2 separate regions of the Oryzias latipes genome follow, and region 1 is linked to region 2. Evidence: chromatin contacts called from public Hi-C data. All regions are on one chromosome and are shown on one strand. The core of a region is the stretch at or near the end of the contact, and the rest is flanking DNA. Distances in the headings are between cores, read along the strand shown. Region 1 has its middle 17 kb from the start of LOC101170797. Region 2 has its middle 18 kb from the start of LOC111946664.

Region 1 (4,650 bases), core at 1,788-4,287, 140 kb before region 2:
TCTGCATTGCGGGGCGCAAAAACATTGCGGCGTGGGGAACAGTGTGTGAGCGTGCTAACCGCTGAACTACCATTGGTGAATGGATATTTAACATGAGCTTACAAGGCTGCAAAGCTGTCTGCTCACACCACAAATCTTGTGTTTCCTGCTATGAGCTCAACAGGCTATTTGGCTACCTATTGTTTTTTATTACGTGTAAAGCAGTTTTTCACTTTCTAAACCTATTGGGGAATGTGAACTCCTTGTCCACCACCCCCCCTCTGCTCTGCATCAGGGTTTGTACTTTCTCCACCCATGTTCCAGTGAATTACAACCATGGATTTCATTACCTAAGAAGCTGTGTGACTCTGCGTCCACATACGTTGGGGGAACAGCAGGAGCATGCGTGACTTTTCACGTGCGTGTCGGTTGTTACACGGTTTCCTCTCGCAGGTTCAGGCTTGTAATGTAAGTTCATGCGTGGCCACAGCCGTCTATATCTTGGAGGTATGAGTTTGCATTTGTACCCATTTTGCGCACACGGTGAATCGATGTTAACGCCACCACTGGAGCCGGCATATTCAAGCTTCCCGGCTGTGCTTCAGTGTTAGACTGTTACAAACTGTTGAGAAGGGGCCTTGGCCTCATGTCTGAACACGGAGCAGGAGAATGCAGAAAAGGCAGCATGTGGCAGTAGAGGTATGGATGGCTTCAGGAGGGCGTGGTCACCGCATAAAGAGGCCGATTTCTGTTGCTGGGGTGTGGGATGAAGGGTGGAAAAGCGGCTGCTGGAGGCGGTCCGCATCGCTCCTTTATTTACTTTGACCCCATGCCTGCAGGAGGCCCAAGGAGGGCACATGCCAAACTCCCCAGGCGGGCAGAGCTGCCCTGCCCTCTCTGTCACCTCGCTGCCCGCCCCTGTGTCTCCAGCGAGATATATGTCTTTTTGAATCCGGGCCTGCGTGAGTGGCAGCATTACTCTCTTCTCTTTTCTCATATATCTTGACTAAAACTGTAAGTCTGCAGGTGAAAAAGGGAGGTTTTAGACGTTGATTCCTTTTGAAAATGATCCCTCAATAGTAAGTTTGGCATCAGCAGTGTCATGCATATCATTTAACGATTTAAATCACACCGCATTAATTTCTGCTTTTAAATCTATTCTAGCTTTTAAATATTAGGAGTAATGGCTTTGATTTATTTTAAACAGAATCCGCTTTAACATTGAACCATATTTTTGTAAGATACAATTTCAAAAACACAGAGAAGTGATTGGTAAATTATACGTTGGTCTCATCATTCTCACCCTTGATAAACTCGCAATTAAATGAAGGAAATGAAGATGATTAAAAAAAATAAAAAGACAAAAAATGAAAAAGAGCAGCATGTGTTAAAATGTTAATTATTCAAATGAGGCCAAATGTACCTGCCGGATGTTAATGTCATCACAATGGTAATTATTATGGTGAAAAGCTACTGACACTGTGATTTAGTGTGTTTTTTTAGTTAAAGTAATTAGGTGATGTGATGAAGAGTTAAAAAGAAAAAATAAATAAGTTACATGGAGTTTTCCGGATGAGATTTTTTGTTTTGATAGATTCTGCAGCACTGTTTTACTTTAATAAAAAATACTGAAATTTGTCCATAAATTTATTTTTATTTAAATGGTTTATATGTGGGGAAAAATAGATCCTGTTGGACCAAAAGAAAAACAAATGCTGACTAATGTTTAAGACTAAATAAAAACCCACCTTGTGTATACCTGTATAGCTCCACCGGATTAAACTCTTTATTTATTTATTATTTTACTTTTTTTATTCTCAGTCTGAACTCCCTTTTCAACCTGACATGGCTGCCAACGCAGGAAAGCCTTCCCTGACGTCACGGACCAGCTTTAATCGCCGGGTCTTGTTTAGCGCAGGGACAGTTAATTGATTGTCAAATCATGTCATACTGTAGCGGGTAACAGAGATGACTCCGGGGCAAATATGTTCCTCTCGCACAGGGTGCCCTCCTGCCCAGTGAGCTCAGCGGAGTCAGTCGCTGCACAGTGGCAGTGCTGAAAATGTCACCCCAAGATGACAGCCGTATTCCATTACAGCCATCGCTCAATATCTTCACGCAGGGCAAATTACAGCGTTTCAGTCGAGCATAAAGCAACAAAAGAAAAGCCATATGGATATACAATCAAGCAGAATTATTTTTCGAGGATTCTATCCCACGCAAATTGGGCTTTATCACTGGATTTGATACTAAATCACGGCTGCAAAATTGCATTTACGCTTTTCTGAGAAAAGGGGAAAAAGTTCAAACATTTAGAAGAAACACTTTGAAATAGATGTGTTTTGTGTTGAGGCTTACATGCTGGGATATATTGAATGACCAATTACGCCACTGTAAACCGCTTTGCCATCGAGAGCTGAAGCTAGTGACAAAATCTATCCAATTCCAGTGGTTGAAAGTACCCAGAATGTATTGGACTTCTATGGGGATGGGAATGGAGCTGCTGGGCATCCAGCAAATTTCAGCTCCATCTTGTTTCTTGCAGGAAGGCTCTGGCGTGGGCCTGTGGTTGCCAAGCGCCTCCTGAGGTGACTCTATCAGAGCCAGTCAAGCCTGAAATCAATCACTCACACCCATCAAAGGCTGCCCTGCACCGCCATTGTGACTAAGCCATCTGGGCCTCAGCACACTGTCTACATTTATCTTTATGAACTATATGCAGCTTTTGTGCTTGGTTTCTCACCATATTTGTGCATTTTTGCATGCTTGCGTAAAAATAAAACGAGAACAGGTCTCTTTGGCATGTAACCATAACCAGCTGTGAGTGAATCAAGAAGGAGCAGGGGATGACCTTAGCATCCATCATGGAAGCTAACTGAGTTCAGCCACACCTTCCACACCTATGCTTGGAGACATCTGATTCGGCTTGTTTTCCAGTCTGGAGGTTTCAGCCTGTTGGCCTCGACGCGGCCAGTCCTCTGCTCCTCACTCCTTCTCCTCAGTGCTGTACGTGTCAAGTGTGAGCACGGCAGCAGCCATAGGAGGGCAGTAGAGCACCAGCACATCCTTCTCCGGTAAAATGGACCCTGCAGCCTCGGAAGGTGCCCAAGTGTGAAGCACTACTTAGAGGGATGTTGGGAGTGCAGTGACAGGCTTGGGAAAATGTGGACAGGTCAGACTAAAACTCCATGGACTCTGAGCGGTATGTGTGCTCAGTGTCATGCGAAGAGACGGGAGTGAAGGGGCCGGGGGGGGGGGATAATCACAAGAAGAAAGGAAACAATCAATGCTGCAAAAAGATGGCAAAAATGACCAAGTATGAGTCAGATTCAACCTATCTAACAAGCAATCTTTTTTTGTAAATGTCTTTGTTGGTGCTTTTTTAGCACATTCAGTCACACAGTAAAACTTGATTTAAAGTAAGCATTTGACCCAAAAAATTTCATAACTTTATTTTAAAATAATTTTGAGCAAAATTGGTCTTGCATTTCTGTGGGCAGACTGTACATCAGCTGTTAAAGAATTGACTTGATATGCTGGCAGCTTCAATTTTATTATGTACTTCTATTATGGAAGCTATTTTCTTTTTCAATGTCTTTTTTTTTTTTACCAAAAAGTATCAGAAGTGTATGGTGCCAGGGAAGTCTAGTTTTTATTTTTCATTCAAACCACATTCAACTAGTTTAACACATTCATTTGCACATTCATAATTTACTAGGTAAAGAATAAAATAATCTTAAACTGTTCAAAATGAATTTACAAGAAAATGTACATGAACATGAAATGATAAATTTGATTCTCAAACTTTAGTATTTCCTATTTCCTATGATTTTAAAAAACTCGTTATTGTGTTTCATATTTGTTCAAATATGTACAATCAAGAGCAAGGAACACACTTTTAGTAAAACTTCATCATTTTATTCTATTTGTTAGAGAAATACAGTGTGTATATCCACCCACACAAACACACACAAGCAAACCTTTTTCATTTTAAATATAAACTGGGAACTTTCATCTGTGGGAAAAAAAAAAACAAAAACACACATTTTTTTATTTGTTGCATTAGCTTCCATGTTCTCTCATTCCGCCCAGACAGAGGATTGGGATGGCCCAGTCCCGAGTGCAATATCCCAGACCTCGCTCTGCTCTTTTATGTAAACACAAACTCCTCGCTGTGAAGGGGTCCCATAGTTAAGAATTCCACTTAGAGAGCGCTCTGAACTCTGCTGCGATACAGCAAGACTCATGTTCTCGCTCAGTTCTTTTAAAGCTACTTCATGTAGCTCTAAATGTTCAATACCCAGCTGACTGAGCACAAGAACGTCAAAAATTTCTGGTTGAGTCACAAACTTTTTGACCTTATTTATTTATAAATAATTCACACTTATATTTTATCTTGATATTATGAAACCCCATATGGTCATTGCAAATAAATAAATAAATAAATTCAAAGTATTTTATTATTTTCTAAAGTTAAAATCCCTATTATTTTATTTGATTTTTGTACACGATGGCTGAAAGAAGTGATAAATGATCATCTTTCTAGTTTTAGAGTAACCATTGTTTATTAATTTATGTACACTATTTATTTAATAAATGAAGCATGCTTACTTGAATTTACCGTAGATACAATGTGCACTACAAATTAAATATATTATCAAAGATATTATT
Region 2 (4,015 bases), core at 1,024-3,523:
ATCTGAGCCATTTCAGATTTAATTTTAATAATGAGAATGTCTTCATTTTGCCTCCCAGCCTCCTTAAACTGTGGGTTTGCAGTACAGCCCCCCTCCTTTCCTCCCCGCTTTCCCTTAAAGATAAAAACGCCTCACAGATCATTTGATTGCACTTCGAGGAGAATCAGCTGTCAATGGCAGGAGGTAGGATGTGAGCGTGCCTCATTTCTTTGTTGTGATGCATGTTTTAGGACCATTTTCAATTAATGTCTACTTGGTAAATCCAGATTTGACTGCGGCACACATGTGTTTGACAAAGGGTGCACCAATGTCCCTGTTTCATCTTTTCAAGTGCTGCCATTGTTCGGACACAAACAAGACGGCAGAACGTTTCCTGCTCTGCCAAAATGAACTGTCTGGCCTGGGAGCCAGCTAAAGCCAGGGGTTAGAGCTCCATTTTCTTCCCTTCTTGCTGCATCACCATGACAACGGATATAGAAATCACACTGTCTGCTGGGAAGAAAGCCGGGGTGACACCACACAGTGGCACATTGGTGGCACATGAGGGTTTATTTAGGCGAGTCAGGCAAGGATGAAAAAAATCAGAATGCCCAGACAGACAAAAACTCTGCAATAACCTCATGCAGGGAATTTAAAAAACAATAGAATCTAATAGGATTCTAGAATATTTTTGACCAGCGTCCAGTGTTCAGTAACTTGTTTCAGGTCATCAACAAGACATGAGAGGCCTCTGCTGGCTGCTGAGGTCCTCACACATCTGTCACATCAGCAGCAAAACAAACCGCCCTGCAAGCGGGAATATGACATAAGAGGCGTTTAAAGGGAGCAGCTACTGTAAAAAGCAGAACAGCAGCGTTTGGGATCCAGGCGCAGCTGCGTGCAACGCATCTGATTGTCAGCGGGGTTATTAAAATTCAACGCACACATTGTTTGATGGATTTAATCTGCGAACTAAAAAGTCTTCTTCCTTTCTGTGTTTAAAAGCATGACTCTAAATCCGTTCAATAAAACAGTCAAAGGCTTCACACTGTTCACCGAACAATAAAAATCAATACCATTAAACACTTCTTTAAGAAAACCTAAGTGTTTCCCCAGAGTCCTTGTCAGTTTCTATCATTTCTTTTTGTAGTTTTGTCAATAAAACATTTGGAGGGATCTTAAATTCTTCATTACATCTCTGAAGCAGACGTTTTTTTTTTTTCTTCTTTCCCATCTCAAACATCTTAAAGATCCAGATAAACTAAACTGGAAGACTGTGCCTTTCATGCAGCAGTAAGTTGTTTCTTCCACTCTGTTCGGAGAATTCCGAACAGTCACTTCCTGAATGCATTCCAATTCCTTCACAGGCATATAAGCAATTTTTACAGTAGTTAAGCAGAGGTGGACCTGCTTCACATAATCTCTCATAGACCATCTCCACTGTTAGCCCGGTGACAAATCACGTTAAATCCCAGGCATGAGCTCAAGTACAATGTGGAGTTGGGTTTTTTGGATAAACACTTGAGAAAGCACTCTCAAACACCTCAGAGATCAAAGAAATTGGTCTTTTTTTCCAATTTCTGTTCATTTTATTTTCTACTGACCTTTAATTTCTTGCTCTAAAAGCATCCCTTTCATGCAAGACTCTAATCTCAAAACAAGAAATTCGAAGCGTGCTGTGATGCCAGAGCGTTAACCAAATCTGTTTATTTACCCCTTTTATTTAACCTAACCATTAGCTTCTATGCCTAACTTGACACTAACTCGACTCCATGAAGCAGCTTTAATTATTTAACCCCAAGCTGACCATGACGAAGCAGCCTTTTCAAAGTAACCAACAGGCTCACTTCCACTGCAAATGACAATTTTGTGGAGAAAATCGCTTTGGCGATGACACAAAAACAACGCAAATAAAAAGCTTGTATTGAATTAATCAAATTTAAAAGATCAGATATGACATACGTTTCATTTTAAAGTCAAAGTTACGATATTTTATTAAAAATGATTGAATAAACAGATAAAAGTGCACCAATCTGAACCAAAACTAAATAGATAAATAAATCGAGATTATAATGCCGGGAAAAATAATATGTTTAAAGGAAAACAAAGGGTAACCTTTAAGGGTATGAAGAACACACTCTGACCCCAAAAACTTGTTTTTTTCACTGCTGAGATTTACTTTTGACATTTCTCAGTCCTGAGGCCCCAGAACGCTGCGGCATGCCTCATCACCCGTACTCCCCATCACCTCCCACCCTCCTTTCACCCCATCCCGTCTAAGCTTCATCAAAGCAAAAGGAGCTCAAGGATTGCTAATGCCTCAGATGGCAGCGCTAGCCCTAACAACCCTGAGGTTGAGGAATTCTCTTTGCAGCAGGCTAAGGTCATTTTTTTCCTCCATTCTGTCTCCTGCTTTCTCCCTCACTTTCCCTCAAAATGCTTTTCTCTAATAATCAGAGCTTACAGCTCAAACTGGTCTTCAACTTCCTCCCCAATCCGTGCTAAGCCTGTCATTTCTGGCTATTATTTACTTTAATGGGCTTTGGCTGATCCCTGGCGACGCTTTGGATCTGAGAATAATGCAACGGAGGGTAGCGGGCCCAGGCGCAAGCGCAGGGCTGCCTGTAGATTAGCCATGGCAGATGGGCTTTACAGGGGCTTCCTGTGAGCAGGAGTGCTGATTGAGAGGGCATAATGAGTGAGGTGGTGTCCTCACAATGGACCCAGCCACCTCGCTGCACCTCTTGCGTCCAAACAACCCCCCATTCTCTGAACACCCACCCTCCCTGCACCACCTCCATCTCCCCCCCACCACCCTGCTCCTCTCATGCACCGCTCAGTGTGGAAGTCGGAGGACAGAAACAAGCACAAAGGCAACTGTAAATAACCATGAATGTTAATCCAGCATTAATTGGTTCCCTCTTAAACTGGGTGTGCACTTTTGCAGGCTGAGCTCCTCAGTGGGTCATTAAGGCATAAACCCTTCATATTGTTTACTTAACGAGGTTCTCTTTTTTTAAAGAGACGCTAACGGGAAATTGACCAGGGCTGTTGTGTTACAATCACCTCCATTGATCATGTTTAGTCTTAAAGACCCACTCCAATGGAAATCATATTTTTAACATGTTTTTGTTGAATCTTCCTCATGATGGAAGACACATATAAAGAAAATTAATCTTAAAATTGCTTTATTCAGAATAAGAGGAAAAAAATGCAGCTTGAAATAGCTTGTAGGAGTGACGTAGGTGCTCCAACAGCAGGCCACAAGCTCCACTCCATTCCGATGCATCCACTTGTAGACACATATATCCGTGCACATCAATGTTTTCCTTGTCTGAGCTGGCATCTGGCTCAAAACTTATCGGCTGGATAGCTCCAAAATTGCTTACCATTTTTGTTGCAGCGGAACTGTTAGAATGTAAATAGATGAATGATGGGAAGTCAGGGAAGGCTTACTTCATGCCAACAGCTCCCCCTACAACTCAGGAGTGAATTTCTAATGAACCCCTGCCACTCTGCAAAAACTATAGGTCCTCGAAAACAACAAAATATATATATATATATATATATATATATATATATATATATATATATTTTTGCCTAAAAACTGCATAACCATTTTCAAAAGATCACTGGGAACACTTTTAAAACCAACCAAAAGATGATTAGAGTGGGGACTTTAAAACACACAAATATTATCCCATCCTTCTTAATAATGCTGTTACTTTGAACCAGTTTAAATAAAACAGCAGCACTGTCACAGTTGCCACAGCTCTCAAGTGCACTCTCACCTGTGGGTAGTAGCACACTGCAGTGTTGACACTGGGCCCTGGGCCACGCTGGGGCAAACACTCTGCAAATGAAGTGTGGAAAGCCCTGCAGTGGTCCCGGGGTCAAGTTTGTATACAAGAGGCAAAATTTTGTTGCGTCCAACTCCCTCTGTCTGCAGTTGGTGAAGTTTTCACACAAGAACTGCTACACAATCCACAGACTCCAATTATCCCTTTCCTCTGAGCGCCTTAAGCAAGTTTTTCTA

What was found. A called contact is a pair of places that touch in the nucleus more often than the background predicts.
Region 1: a contact with region 2 is called in a Hi-C map of embryo, with 2.5 times the contacts expected there. The contact joins two enhancer-like sites. A contact is called at or near these places in 3 of 5 Hi-C or Micro-C datasets (embryo and gastrula embryo).

What each region holds. Positions count from the first base shown.
Region 1 is chr20:18,637,273-18,641,922 of ASM223467v1, reverse strand. No RefSeq gene overlaps it. Among protein-coding and RNA genes, the nearest start is that of LOC101170797, 17 kb to the left of the region's middle. Within about 2 kb of position 3,037, at least 1 of the 8 cell types and tissues checked has an H3K27ac peak or open chromatin away from gene starts, as enhancers often do. A contact at or near this core is called in embryo, where this site is marked.
Region 2 is chr20:18,492,984-18,496,998 of ASM223467v1, reverse strand. No RefSeq gene overlaps it. Among protein-coding and RNA genes, the nearest start is that of LOC111946664, 18 kb to the right of the region's middle. Within about 2 kb of position 2,273, at least 1 of the 8 cell types and tissues checked has an H3K27ac peak or open chromatin away from gene starts, as enhancers often do. A contact at or near this core is called in embryo, where this site is marked.